Linked DNA regions of Rattus norvegicus: region 1 is linked to region 2. Evidence: chromatin contacts called from public Hi-C data. All regions are on one chromosome and are shown on one strand. Each heading gives the region's core, a stretch centred on a gene start, on an enhancer-like site or on the middle of the called end of the contact. The rest is flanking DNA. Distances are from core to core; before and after follow the strand shown. Region 1 overlaps Plcb1 (phospholipase C beta 1). Region 2 holds the start of Plcb1 (phospholipase C beta 1).

Evidence for each region. A called contact is a pair of places that touch in the nucleus more often than the background predicts.
Region 1: a contact with region 2 is called in a Hi-C map of kidney, with 4 times the contacts expected there. The contact joins the enhancer-like site here to the promoter of Plcb1 in region 2. A contact is called at or near these places in 7 of 12 Hi-C or Micro-C datasets (Schwann cells, frontal cortex, hepatocytes and 3 more).

Annotation. Positions count from the first base shown.
Region 1 is chr3:142,659,391-142,666,203 of GRCr8, reverse strand. The region is part of intron 2 of Plcb1 (phospholipase C beta 1); the gene reads right to left. Among named protein-coding and RNA genes, the nearest start is that of Plcb1, 150 kb to the right of the region's middle. Within about 2 kb of position 5,398, at least 3 of the 93 cell types and tissues checked have an H3K27ac peak or open chromatin away from gene starts, as enhancers often do. A contact at or near this core is called in kidney and liver, where this site is marked.
Region 2 is chr3:142,507,819-142,514,488 of GRCr8, reverse strand. It overlaps Plcb1 (phospholipase C beta 1), which reads right to left and starts at 1,724. Exons shown (of 32, transcript NM_001077641.2): 1 at 1,159-1,724. The coding sequence starts at 1,257.

The DNA of each region.
Region 1 (6,813 bases), core at 4,149-6,648, 150 kb before region 2:
ATAAATGCATCCTCAGAGAAAAGCTCTGTGAATCATTAGCAGTATATTCCACTGTTTTTAAACACCACAGGAGCAGCTTGGAGCTACACAACTTATTTCGATTTTGTTTTCACAGAAGCATGACAAGTGGACAAGCTAAACTTTGAAAACAGCAGAGAATACTGGAAGCCATTTTCCCTTCTTCGTCTCCTTTTCTCTCCTTTGCTCTTGTCTCTGTCCTCTTCTCATTTCTTTTTAATTTTCCTCCTGGCATTTTTTTCCTCTTTGTTTCCCTGTTTTCTGTTTGGTTAATATTAAGTATAAGCTAGAATGAAGTTGTAACAGTGTTGTTTGCAGTGTGTGTGTGTGTGTGTGTGTGTGTGTGTGTGTGTGTGTGTGCAAAATATCAAATGCAATTAGTTTTAGCATTTGGAAAAGTATTTTCATAAAAAATTACTTTGACACAAGAATAGACCCAAAAAGAGTGTGTCCAGATACTGACTGGGTAACTGGCAAGACAAAACTAGAGCTTGATTAAAAATAGCCACAAAGTGATATGCAAGTTGTGGCTTGGTTTCTCTAAGACATGGCATACAGGGAAGAAGCCAGAATTGCTCATACCAGTGGCTTCTGGCTCTGAGCCTGGAGCTGTCAAGTTCTGGACAAACCACACCATTGTCATATTTTAATGGCTGACTTTGAGTAGGTTACTCAAGATCCTCTGTGAGCCAGCGTATTTCCATGAACTTACGATTGCTTACCTACAATTTTCTTTTAATGCATAGTCCCTCCTTGCAAAACAGATGTATGGTAGAAGGGAATCCGCCAAACAGTTTGCTGGGCACCAAATATTCAGAAGTTCTAACATCTGTCAGATGTGGTCTCAGATGTGTCTTAGGCAATAACCATAGTCATAGGCACATGTGTCTCTATTGCTATGAAAGCTACTAATGTGAGAGACACAGTTATTTAATAATAACATAATGTGACACATAGAGAAGCAAGTTTCTTCATTCTTTGGCACTTACTGAAAGGATGAGAGCATAAAAAGAAGCCAAAATGACACCCCCCAGACCCATCATCATTACTATTATCATACCTGACACACACACACACACACACACACACACACACACACACACACACACACGAAAGAAAGAAAGAAAGAAAGAAAGAAAGGAAGGAAGGAAGGAAGGAAGGAAGGAAGGAAGAAAGAAAGAAAGAAAGAAAGAAAGAAAGAAAGAAAGAAAGAAAACGAAAAAAGAAATTGTCAATACTTTCAAGCCAGCCCCTACATTACTATACTATAGAATATTGATAGTGCGCACTGGTCTACACCCACAATTTGATTTGAATAAAGGAAGAAATATTTTACAGCTATTGGGTCACTACAAGCATAAATAAAATGTAAACTCTTTCACCCACATTTGGGGGTCTGGGGACAGGGTTTGGAAAAACTGCCCAAGCATCTTGAAAACCACCGCGTGTACTGCAGGAACAGCGTGTACTGCAGGAACTAACCCCTTTGTCTACCTAGACACTTTACCTTTAAGAAGTAGACTATAACCCAGTGTAGGGGAATATGCCTGAAGCCCTATCACTTGCAGGCTGAGATTGGAGAATTTCTAATTTCAGGCAAGTCTAGACTGCAGATGGTGAAAATCTGCCTCAAAAAAAAAAAAAAAGGACAAAAACAGCTGAAGTCTAGTTTTCTTCCTCTTGAGTCTTTCTGGCTTTAAGAAAAGGGCACCGGAAATGACCGTATGGCATGATGAACCTAAAATTCTAGTAGGCTTATTTTCTTCCTCTTTCTCTGTGGTTGTCCTAGTCAGTCACCATGTGCTCATGGTGGGGATGATCTTCTAGGGGATGAAGGACACTGACCCAGTTATTCTGTCATTATAGCCATCTGCCTGGCATATAAGTAAACCAAACCAGAAAAGCCAACTGCCCAGAGAGCCTGATGAAATCTTCCACATTCATATATGTGAACTAAACAAGGACTTAGTGTCTTAAACCAATGGATCTGGGACAATGTGTTAAGCAACATTTTCTTGGCAACAGAGAACTAATGTATCAATGGAGGTAAGATTTCAACACAGGCTGGAATCCTGACGCAGGTATTCCCAGACCCATCTTTTGAGGTGAAAAGTAATTATCAAGCTCATCCAGCTATGAGTACTGTGAGCTGCCATAATGATTGGCCTTAACAGATAAGGTCCCTGATAACATAGTGAAATGAATGACATGAAGTAACCACCCAATTTCTGATAAGATTTAAAGCCTGCATAAGGAAACCCATACCTAACATTATTAATATTACCTATGTCTGGATAGGTAATAGACCTATGGGAAAACCTAAAACTCCTATTCTACTAGGTGGACATAATATTAAAATGACTTCTAATGACTTATTGCTACCTCCATTGATCACCACTTCTCTCAGCTATCACTAGAGAAGCTTCTTCTTGCTGTAGATAATGCTTAAACAGATACACTCAACTGGTCAACATACAGAGAATATGAGACTGTGGAGTGCTCAGCTCTAAATGGAACATATCCACCATACCCTTCCCCCAAGACTCGGGGATCTTCATGGAAGGCAGGGTTGAAATATTCTAAGAGTCAGAGGTATTAAAGGAATTTTAAAACAGTCAGTGTTTTCCAGACACAACAGGTCATCTATCCATAGGAAATCAGAGTGACTGTGACAGCAAACTACAAGTCCAGCACAAGCTCAAACCACACAAATCCAGCTTGAAAGGCAAGGTGGGAAGCAGACACGAAAATCTATCAGTAGCTCCAGAACTACTGGCACTTGATAGCTCCTGGGAAAGGTAGAGCTGCTTTCTTTTCATGGTGTGGCTGGGAGGTTGCTTATACTCCAGGGCAGTCTCCACTCTCAAGATAGTTAAGCAATACATATTGGACTCAATGTGTTTAAATGTTTTCTTGGTTTCTCAGTTCTTTCCTTTCCTTTCCTTCCCTTCCCTTCCCTTCCCTTCCCTTCCCTTCCCTTCCCTTTCCTTTCCTTTTTCCCTCCCTCCCTCCCTCCCTCCCCTCTCTCTCTTTCTTCCTTTCTTCCTTTCTTCCTTCCTTCCTTTCTTTCTTTCTTTCTTTCTTTCTTTCTTTCTTTCTTTCTTTCTTTCTTTCTTCTTAGAATTACCTGTACACTAGGATATACTTGGAAACAAGGCTGGAGGAAAGCAAACTCTGACTATCATTACCATTTTGTTTGTGAATTCCAAGCTCATTACTGGTCTATGTCTTCTCATTTGGAAACCGGGTTGCTTGATAAATTTCAAAGCAGGACATAAAGAAGATAAAATGCTCCTAACAGAATTTAAATGGAAAGAAAGCATCACTGAAAGTGCCGAGAGGCCACAATAAGAAATAACAAGGAATGTTTTAAGCTAAAAGGACCAGTGGACCGGCTATTAAATAACTGTACGGTTGAGTTTTAACAAGAAGAATGCCTACATTTTATGTTTCATTTTCATGACGAACAAATTATCACAAAACCTTATTAAACTGTAGCAAGATGGACAAATTACGACTGGGAAAAGAACATGCCAAAAGAGATCACAGGCCCATCCACACTGACAGCCTTTCTAACAAGCTGGCCTGAGTGGAGAGCTCAGCTTTCTACATCAAGTCTCTCCACTAGCAGGGACTAGAAGCCCTGGAGGTTGTGCTTTCATTTCCTAGCACTAAAGCTCTGTGAGTTCCTCAGCTTCATGGCTGAATGGTGTTTTGGGAATGAGGCTATTTACCCAGCATGCACTTGGACCCCTGAGTACTAACTTGGAACAAGCACTTGCTAGGAGATCACCTGTGTATGCATGGTTAAGAGCCACCCAGCATCACCTACCATGGAGCCTTGAAACTGCTTCAAAAACTAATAATGGATAAGAGAACCTGCAAAATTAGACACTCTGACAGTGAGGCTAGAGAATTTGTTTAACAAGCTCTCTGAGAGAATCTGAAGCAGCCTCGAGTATGAAAATTTTGGTTTCAAAGCATTTCAGTGTATTCGTTTTCTCTAAACCCTTACAAGTCCATCCACTCAACATTCTGCTACTTTGAAACCCTCCAGTTGTTAAAAGGGCTTGCATAGTACAGTTACCCAGTGTCTGCTTGCCATTTGACTTCACTCCTTCATTTATTTAATACTTACTAAGACTTAAACACATTACTGAATATAAACAAGGACAAGGATCTTTTTCTCCTGGGTTTATATTCGTGTGTGTGTGTGTGTGTGTGTGTGTGTGTGTGTGTGTGTGTTGCAGTGGGTGTAGACAGAGAGTAAGCAAAGGCATCATGACACACAACATACAAACAAATCATATAACATAAGACATAGAAAAGGGGAGGGAAAAGAGAGTGCATATGTCCCCAGCAGGGCCTGGGGACACTGAGCTGACTTCATCCTCCCAACAAGACCACTGTAGGGAAGAAAACAGAAACTCTACCTTCACGGTTCTAAGAGTCAGCAGCTTTCAACCTCATTTTTTCTTTCTCTCAAGCTTTGATACCCTCATGTAATGACAGCTATAGTTTTTATGAACCTTGGGAAGACTCACTGTGAGGCAGAGATCTGTACTCAGGCATGTTAGGGGATAAAGGTGGGATAAGTTAAAGGAACTGGAAGGAAATAAAGCAAGGGGAGCATAAAGAAGAAAGAAATGGGAGGGGAATAGAGAAAAAGAGGAGGGCTAGGAAGCAGAGGGTAGCAAAGGGAACAGAGAAAGAGGGAGGGAGGCTGGGGGGTGGGGAAGTGAGAAAGTGAGAGAAAGAAGTGAGGCTCTAATGCAGTCACTGAAAATGTACCTGTAAACCTCTTAGGAGCTCTGAGTTGAAAAGGTTCTTCTAGAAGAAGGCAGAGTCCCTGAGTCCCTGAGTCAAAACTTATTAGGTCAGTTTCTACAGAGGAGTTGGTGTATCAATACCCAGCACCTTACAAAACCAACTAACTTAATAAGGGCATGCAAAAAAGGAGCACAAACCACACATTTCTTGGTTTTTTAAAATATTTTTTTCCATCTAGACTAGTGAGTAATAAACCTTTGGCGACATGTCCATCAAACTCTCATCTGTAGCTCAAGTGAATTAGCAGTATTAAAACACTACGTAAGTCTTTGCAAGAGAGTATTAGTTCTGCCAGATATCAACAAAGTGCACAAATTCTTACTCTAGGCAGGTGAAACTGCCAAGATTATAATTGCTTATAACTGGAACTAGGCAAAGAAATTAATGTTGCTGAATAGTGTTCAACTCCCCGAGAGTTGACAAATTTACTCAAGACTGGATATCATCTGGAAAACAAGGAGGAAAAACTCCATGCAATATGGCTAGCTTTTCCTGAAACCCCAGAGCAGTCACATTTAACATGGTAAATATTTAATTCCATCACTTGCAGTTAGCCTTCGCCCTCAGTGTTTCACTCCAACAGCTCAGAGAGCATAGGCAAACATTCGGACTCCTATTACCTGCCTGGTGTTCTTGCTGGCTTAGCTAGCTGCCTTGGGCCAGAATCACAGGAAAAAGGGTAAGCAATACTAGGAGACAAGAAATCTAATGGGAGTGGAAGAAGCTGAACATGACCTTCAACAATGAGGATTCCACAATTCCTCCTTTTTTATGAGAGACTATAGTCTGAGAGAGAACGGTGAGCTTATATTTAATGACTCCAAGAAGAGGGAATAATTTCTCTCTCTTTGGAGAAGGAATCCAGTGCCTTGACAAGTGTTCTTAGCCTGTCAACAACCTGAGTTTGCCTAATTAGACCTTGTGATTTCAAGGACAATTTTCTCCCGTTGAATGCTATGATCAGCAGAGGTATGGTAACTCTTCAGTACTTAGGCTAAATGAGTTCTGAGAGTTTCTCATTAGGCTGGGCCACAAGAGACCTGCAGGAGCATTGGAAGCAGTGAAGCAGAAGCTATACTGACCATCCAGCAGAGCACCCTGGAGCCCAGCACATCCTGTGAGCCATCCATCCCTGAGCTAGTTGGTATAACTTGGGGCTGCTATTATATAGCACATTTTACGAAGACATAAACGATACCACTTTCTCCTGTTGCATCCTCTGATTTGAAAGTAAATGCTGTTGCTTTCTGCTTTATAGAAAAGCCTTGCTGAAGGAGAGGCAAAGCACCCTCTCACACACTCCAAAATTCTTCAAAGAACCAGGGTCTCCTCCAACTCAATGTACCTTCCCTACAGAAGATTCTAGCTAAGTAGCAAACTGGCAGTTGGGTAGAGATCAGTGACTCATGTTCCTCCCGGGGACACAAAATTTAGGGTCTTCTCCACTCTTAGAAATCGAACCCCTCATCTGTAATCATGTGTTTCTGCCAAGTATTTAATATGGATCAATGACAGGCTTAGGGCATCACCTAGATCACCAGTTAGTGGATTTGACTCTATCAGAGACGATCTCTTCAGCTCCCTAACCAAGCGTGTCAACTGAGGAAAACACGGGTCCTATTTCGAGCAAACTGTGACTCTAGACTCATGGAAATATTTCCTTCTTACCCGAGGTCCTCTCCAATCATCTGAGAAGAGATGTGTGCATTTAACAGAGATTAAGCCTAGCCTCACACTGAGAAACAAGATTTATCAAATGTCACTCAGTCAAACACAGTCAAGTATGCCTCTCCTCTCATTTCTAAAAAGGGAGGTAGATCACAGTGAAATCCAAATGGCAAACTTTCCAACTCCATCAACCTCCCACTGATTGCATAAACCTGTAAATGAACTCAGTGCACTCTAGACCAGACATGGTCTCAGAGAGATCCAGAATCTTGAAAATATGCTCTGTAATAGAATAAG
Region 2 (6,670 bases), core at 475-2,974:
ACACGGATGCACTCAGCTAAGTAATTGGATTCGCTACCTGGAATATTTAAATTGTTTTCAGACACTGGAAATTGGCTTAAGAAGATTAAAGTAAAATACCCGGGAGGATAACAGGCTGTAATTTACGGAGGTGGGAAATCATCTCGGTTAGAGGACCTGTTCATTCTCCTACAGTTGCTCCGGATAGGAGATGTGTTAATCATTAGGGTTGGAATTTCTTTAGGTCCTGACAGCTTGGGTTTTTTCAGGTAAGTTGCTCTTGTCAAACCCATTGGATGACACCCAGGAAGCTACATTGATAGTGTAGTGTGCGCATTTTCAGTAAGAAGCCTTTAAGTGTTCTGAAGGTATCTAGGGTGAAGGGAAGGGAAAGGTCATAGGAAGTCCTGAAGCTGGTCAGGATGTCTCCTATATAGCAAAGGGTGCAAGTGCACCAGAGGATGAAGTTGTAGGTCTATTTCAAAGTGAAGACTTAAGCAAGCTCATTTCTGAAAACCTGGCCCTGTCTGCAAGCCCGTTTTGTGCTCCTCAGCCCTAACAGCCCCTCATCTGCTCACCAATCAACCTCTTGTGTGCACTCACAGCCCTTCCCAAGGCCCCTCACTCCACAGCCAGGCGCTAAAGTTTGGCATCAACGACCACCTGTCGGCTGTACCGCTGTGTCTGTCCTCTGCTGCGTGGCCAGCATTAAAAATGCTCAAGAGTTAGCGGTAACTACAAGGTTTTGGACCTGGATGGTAGGTAGCAGCGTAACTGGACGCCTTAGCTAGCTAGCCGAGGGGGTGGGTGTGTTTGGGGGTTGCTTCTAGTTCTCTCCAGCGCTATCCAGCTGGCCCTAACTTCATGCTCTTTCCAAACTCTCAGTACCTGTCACTGGGTAAAACCTGTCCCTCTGGCTCCACTGGCCCCAAAGACTTAAGTCTCTCAGAGGTGCTGGTCAGACCCACCAAAGACGTCAACTCTAAACCCCCTAGGAGGAGGAGAGCGCGCGAAAAGCTACCACCACCTGCCACCTACCCAGGCAGCTAGCAACCTGTGCGCCCCAGGCTGCCCGCGCCCGCTCCAGCGCCCCATTGCATAACGCGCCCCTCGCCCCACCCCCACGCAGCCCGCCCTCGGGTGCCCGGCCCGCACCCCACCGCGCCGCCCCTCACTTACATCATCCCACTTGACGAATTTGGTGCCCTTCTTGAGGCTGTCGGACACGCACACGGGCTTGAGTTGCAAGGCGTGCACTCCGGGCTGAGCCCCAGCCATCTGGGCTCATCGGGGCTCCGGGCGGCCCGGGCGAGCGCAGTGGAGACGGGACACGGAGCTCCGGGCGCAAGCGGGCTTGGCTCTCGGTTCAGCAGGCTCTTGCCTCCGCTGCCCGCCGACCTCCCGGCCTCTTGGCCTCCGCACCTCTGGCCCGCGCCGCTTAGTAAGCGGGACTACACGCGAAGGCACAGCAGCCTGCCATGCCCCGGGCGGGACGCAGGGTCTGGAGCCCGCGGTGATTGTAGAGCCTCGGGAGACAAGAAGGAGCAGAGCCCGGCAGTGCGAGCCGCCCGCCGCCTGATCCTGCTCGGCCGCCGCCTGGAAGCGCACCATTCAGCACATCCTCTGTGCACAGAGGGAGCGCGCGAGTGACACGCTCCGGTCCCCTCCTCCCTCCGCTCCTCCCGCCCCTGCTCCGCCACCCTCGCTCGCGGTCCTCCTCCCCCAGCTCCCTGCCCAACTTTGCGCGCTGGGTCAGCGACAGCAAGCGGGAACGCAGCGGCACCTCCCGGCTCCCGGGCCCCACTGCAGCCGACGCCTGCGCCGCACATCCTCTGAGCATGCCCGGTGCCCTTAGCCAACGCCAGGGTTTGGGGGCTTTCTGGGAACCTGGATGCCGATTTGGTTGGTTGTTAATCAGATTCTAACCTGTATATAAAGAAGGAAGTTAAGGAGGAATGGGGAGAAAGCCCTAGGCTTTCTTTGTCTCCGGGGCTCTCCGGCCTTTTCAGAGAGGGTTCTCATTTTTATAGAGAAGCACTTGAGAGGTTTAGATCAGGAACTCCAGAGAAACCTTGCCGGGCCAGAAAGTTGACAGATTCTAATCTGGACGGCCCACAAACAGTATTTAGGAAATAAAAAGTTCAGGGGAGGAGGGCAAAGCTTTTATTCCCCCAGGAAGATGAAAGGAGTGGGCTTGGGGTCTGGGCAGGGTGGGAGCCCTATAGAATCAATCGTAGGTGTAGGGATGTCTGTCTTGACTTCACAAGGTTGATACTGTCAAGTGTTTGAGAGGTTGTGGAGCAACTAGAATCTTCATTCATGACAGGGGTGGAGGGTGGGGTATAAAGTGCTAAATCTACCTTAGAAAATAATCTCTAATAAAGTTAAAACTCACACGCTCCAGAAATTCTACTCCTGAGTTTTTTGGTCCACACAAAGGAAAACATACATAGACCTGTCCAGCATGTTAAAGGCAACTGAAAATCGTAAATGTCAAACAACAGGTGACTAGAGAAACAAACTTTAGTACATATATATGTTCCCCAAACTAGATTACTATTCCATGATAATAAAGGACAGACACTCCAAAACATAATCCTCGAGCACACAAAGTTTAGGCTTAGTGAAATGAGCCGACCAAGAGCGTGCAACAAGATGCCCTCTGCACGGTCTGTAGAATAGTCCACGTGTTCTGTGGTGACAGAAAGTAGATCAAGGAGGTACCTGTGGCCAGTGATGAGAAACATTGGCATAAAAGGAAACATTTGAGAATGACAGAAAGGTTTCGTATCTGTATACTTATATTTGTTAAACCTTGTAAGACTGGACACATAAAACGAGTGAATTTTATTCTAATAAATATTGCCATAAAGGCCGATTTTGGAAAAAGAAGAGACAGTATAAAGAAGAGGCTCCAGTAAAATGGTTTTAGACAGTCAAGACAATTGCCAACAAGCCTAATGGCCAGAGTTTCATCCCCAAACTCCACATGGTAAAAGGACAGACCTGACTCCCCCAGTTGTCCCCTGACCTACAAACCTACACCTTGGTACACTAGGGTATATACACACCGAGAGAGAGAGAGAGAGAGAGAGAGAGAGAGAGAGAGAGAGAGAGAGAGAGAGAGGAAGAAGAAGAAGAAGAAGAAGAAGAAGAAGAAGAAGAAGAAGAAGAAGAAGAAGAAGAAGAAGAAGAAGAAGAAGAAGAAAGGGAGGAGGAGGAGGAGGAGGAAGAGGAGGAGGAGGAGGAAGAAGAAGAAGAAGAAGAAGAAGAAGAGGAGGAGGAGGAGGAGGAGGAGGAGGAGGAGGAGGAAGAGGAAGAGGAAGAGGAAGAAGAGAAGAGAAATATGACTTTCAGCCTTTTTTCTCTATGCACTTAGTTCTCAGGTTCTATTGCTACAGTGAAACACCATGACCAAAACGCAAATTGGGAAGAAGAAGGTTTATTTGGGTTGACTGTCCAGATCATAATCCATCATTGGAGGAAGTCAGGATTGGGAACAGGAGCCTGGAGGCAGGAGCTGATGCAGACAGAGGCTTTGAAGGAGAACTGCTTACTGGCTTGCTTACTCAAGGCTTGCTCAGCCTACTTTCTTATAGAACCCAAGACCAGTAGCCCAGGGATGTCACCATTCATAATGGGCTAGGACCCACCCCCATTGATTACTAATTGAAAAAAATGCCTTACAGCTGGATCTCGTGAAGGCATTTCCTCAACAGGGGCTCCCATCTGATGACTCTAGATTGTGTCAGGTGACACATAAACCAGCCAGTACACCAAGTCACTGCGGGCCGATGTTTATAAACTCAACCAAAACACTACTAAAAATATATCTGAAAAGCTAAGGGTGCATCCCAGTGCTAGATCTTTTACCTGATATGTATAGAAGTCTGTTATGAATCCCAAATGCCACCTGAATATATATCCATAGACTAACAGACAGATGGTAGATTATCAATAGGTAAGATGGAAAACCAGTTATATTCTTGGAACTATCACAAGGAGCTAGGATTTCTGTTATCTTTGGAGGGCTTGTCTTGTTCTTGGAGCAACTTCACACACACACACACACACACACACACACACACACACAGAGAGAGAGAGAGAGACAGAGAGACAGAGAGACAGAGACAGAGACACAGAGACAGAGACACAGAGAAAGAGATGGAGAGATATAGAAATAGAAAGTGACAAAAAGAGAGAAACAGAGAAAGATAGAGAAAGAGAGAGACAGAGAGACAGAGACAGAGACACAGAGAAAGAGATGGAGAGATATAGAAATAGAAAGTGACAAAAAGAAACAGAAAGATAAAGAGAGAGACAGCGAGACAGAGAGAGACAGAGAGAGACAAAGACAGAGAGAGACAAAGACAGAGAGAGACAAAGACAGAGAGACAGAGACACAGAGAGAGATATTAAAAGAGACTAAAAGACTTGTTTCATTCTGGTCCTGCCATATCAAAGTATACGATGGATCTGATGCCTATAGTCCTTCCAAGTAGTGGCCCTGACTCACCAGCTACCTCACAGAAGGCAATGCCCTCAAGATCCACATTCATTTTAATCATCAATGACCACAATAAGTCTCTTCTTCCAAGGCTCCAGATCATCTCAATAATCCTTACTGCACGCCCTACCAGGTTGTTTTGTCCTAGTCTTGTCTTTCCTTTTCTCTCCCTCAATTATTTTAGCATCCACTGAAATAATTATTGAGCAGAAAGCTGTAGTTGGAGTACCTTAGGAAGTCAAAATAGACAGGGGCTGCTCCCTAAAAGGTACTCTAGAGGAACCGTAGGCCAAAGTACTAGCTGAACGATTCCCAGGTACTCCATAATGGAATCCTTCCCAGCCATCGGCATCTCTACCCTTTTTTATCTTCAAAGCAAATGCTAAATTGTTTAGCTGGCAACCATGCTTAGTGATGAATTATGAAACTAATTATAATCATTCCATTTTCCTCCACTGACCTTTGTCTGTAACTGCCTGAGACATAAGATAGTCAAATCTAATGAATAAGGTGAAGGTTGAGTACTTCTGAGGAAAATCTCTCATATTTAGGTCCCTTCTTCTCTCTCTTCCTTTCTCTCTCTTCCTTCCCCCTTGCTTGCCCTCCTCCCCCCTCGTTATTTCTCTTGACTGAATAGAACAATGGAGAAACAGAGAGAGGGAGAAGGAGAGGGAGAGGGAGGGAGGGAGGGAGGGAGAGAGAGAGAGAGAGAGAGAGAGAGAGAGAGAGAGAGAGAGAGAAGAGGAGAGAAAAACAGTGTTCTTTTTGGACTCCATAAGCCTCTAAACCATCTCTAGACTTTCTGATAAATGTCATAGTACATATCTTCACCAACTAATCTTTACTGTTACTCTTAGCTGATCTACCATATAGAATAATTGACCCTTTGTAACGGTTAGTTTTAATAGTCAATGTAGCCTAGAATCATTGGATGTAATTATCTCCACCAGGTTGGCCTGTAGGCAAGTCTGTAAGGGATTCCTTCCCTTGTTAACTGATGCAGGAGGACCCAGTCCATCATAGACAACACATTCCCTAGGCTGTGTCCTGAACTGCATAAGAATGAAGAAAGGTAGCCAAAAGCAAGCAAGCAAGCAAGAATGCACGTATTCTTTATTCTCGATTGTGGATGTGGTTTGATTTATTGCTCGTGTTCCTGCCTCAACTTCACCAAAATGATAGACTATGATCTGGGTCACAGAACCAGCAACTGGTACCGACTCCCGGGAAGTTTGATGTTAGAATCCTGACTTGCTATATAGATCTGAGTAGGTTTTTATCTGCTTATAACATATATACAAATATTCCAAATTCTATCGAAACTGTATTATAGAACACAGACTTCTCTGATCAGTTTGTAGAGCCGTGAGGCTTGGTACACTGGAAAGGACTTTTGTAATTCTTCCTAATAGCCGGCTATTCCAATTACTAGATGTGTGAGCATGGAAAAATGATCATAACTTCTGAAATGAAATATGCTAGTGTGCAAAAATAATGATGGTGAGGGCTAGTTCCTGGTACTTTTTCAAAGAGTTTTATGCCCTCGATGGTTTATTATTCATATTAGCCCTATAAACTCTGTTTCTCTTTATTCTATACTTGAGGAAAATGAGTCAGAGGAACAGGAAATGATTAGCACAAATTTTCTACCAAGTACAAATTAAGAGACAAAATCCAAACCTAGGATGTTGGTCCAGGAATTGCCTCACAAACCACACCACACCGTTCAGTCAGACAGGGATAGTTTCTTGAGCATAGGCCACAGGACTGGTCAGAACCAGAACCCACATTTGGGAACTGAATCATGACCATGAATTAGGATCCTGCGGGGTTTTTAAGCCCCAAATCCACAAACTTCTGTTATTTCACCAATCAGGATTTAGGCTTAGGGGGATTTCCTTAGGACCATGTCTCTGTTGTACACTCATCCTGTTCCCATTGGTAGGGGTACTCAACTGTGGCAGGGGGCTTGTCTTGTCTAATATTCATGGCCTAACTTGTCTACCAGGATGGGACTTGACTAACATTCATGTCTTAACTTGCCAACCAGAGTGCCAGTTACCCACGTACATGTCTCTTCTTGCCAAATCGGATGCCAGTTGCCAGGAAGTTCTTGGGAAATTCCGTTTTACTGGACCACTACGCAAAATAGAAGTCTTAGTCCAAATACTTTCTTTTATTGGT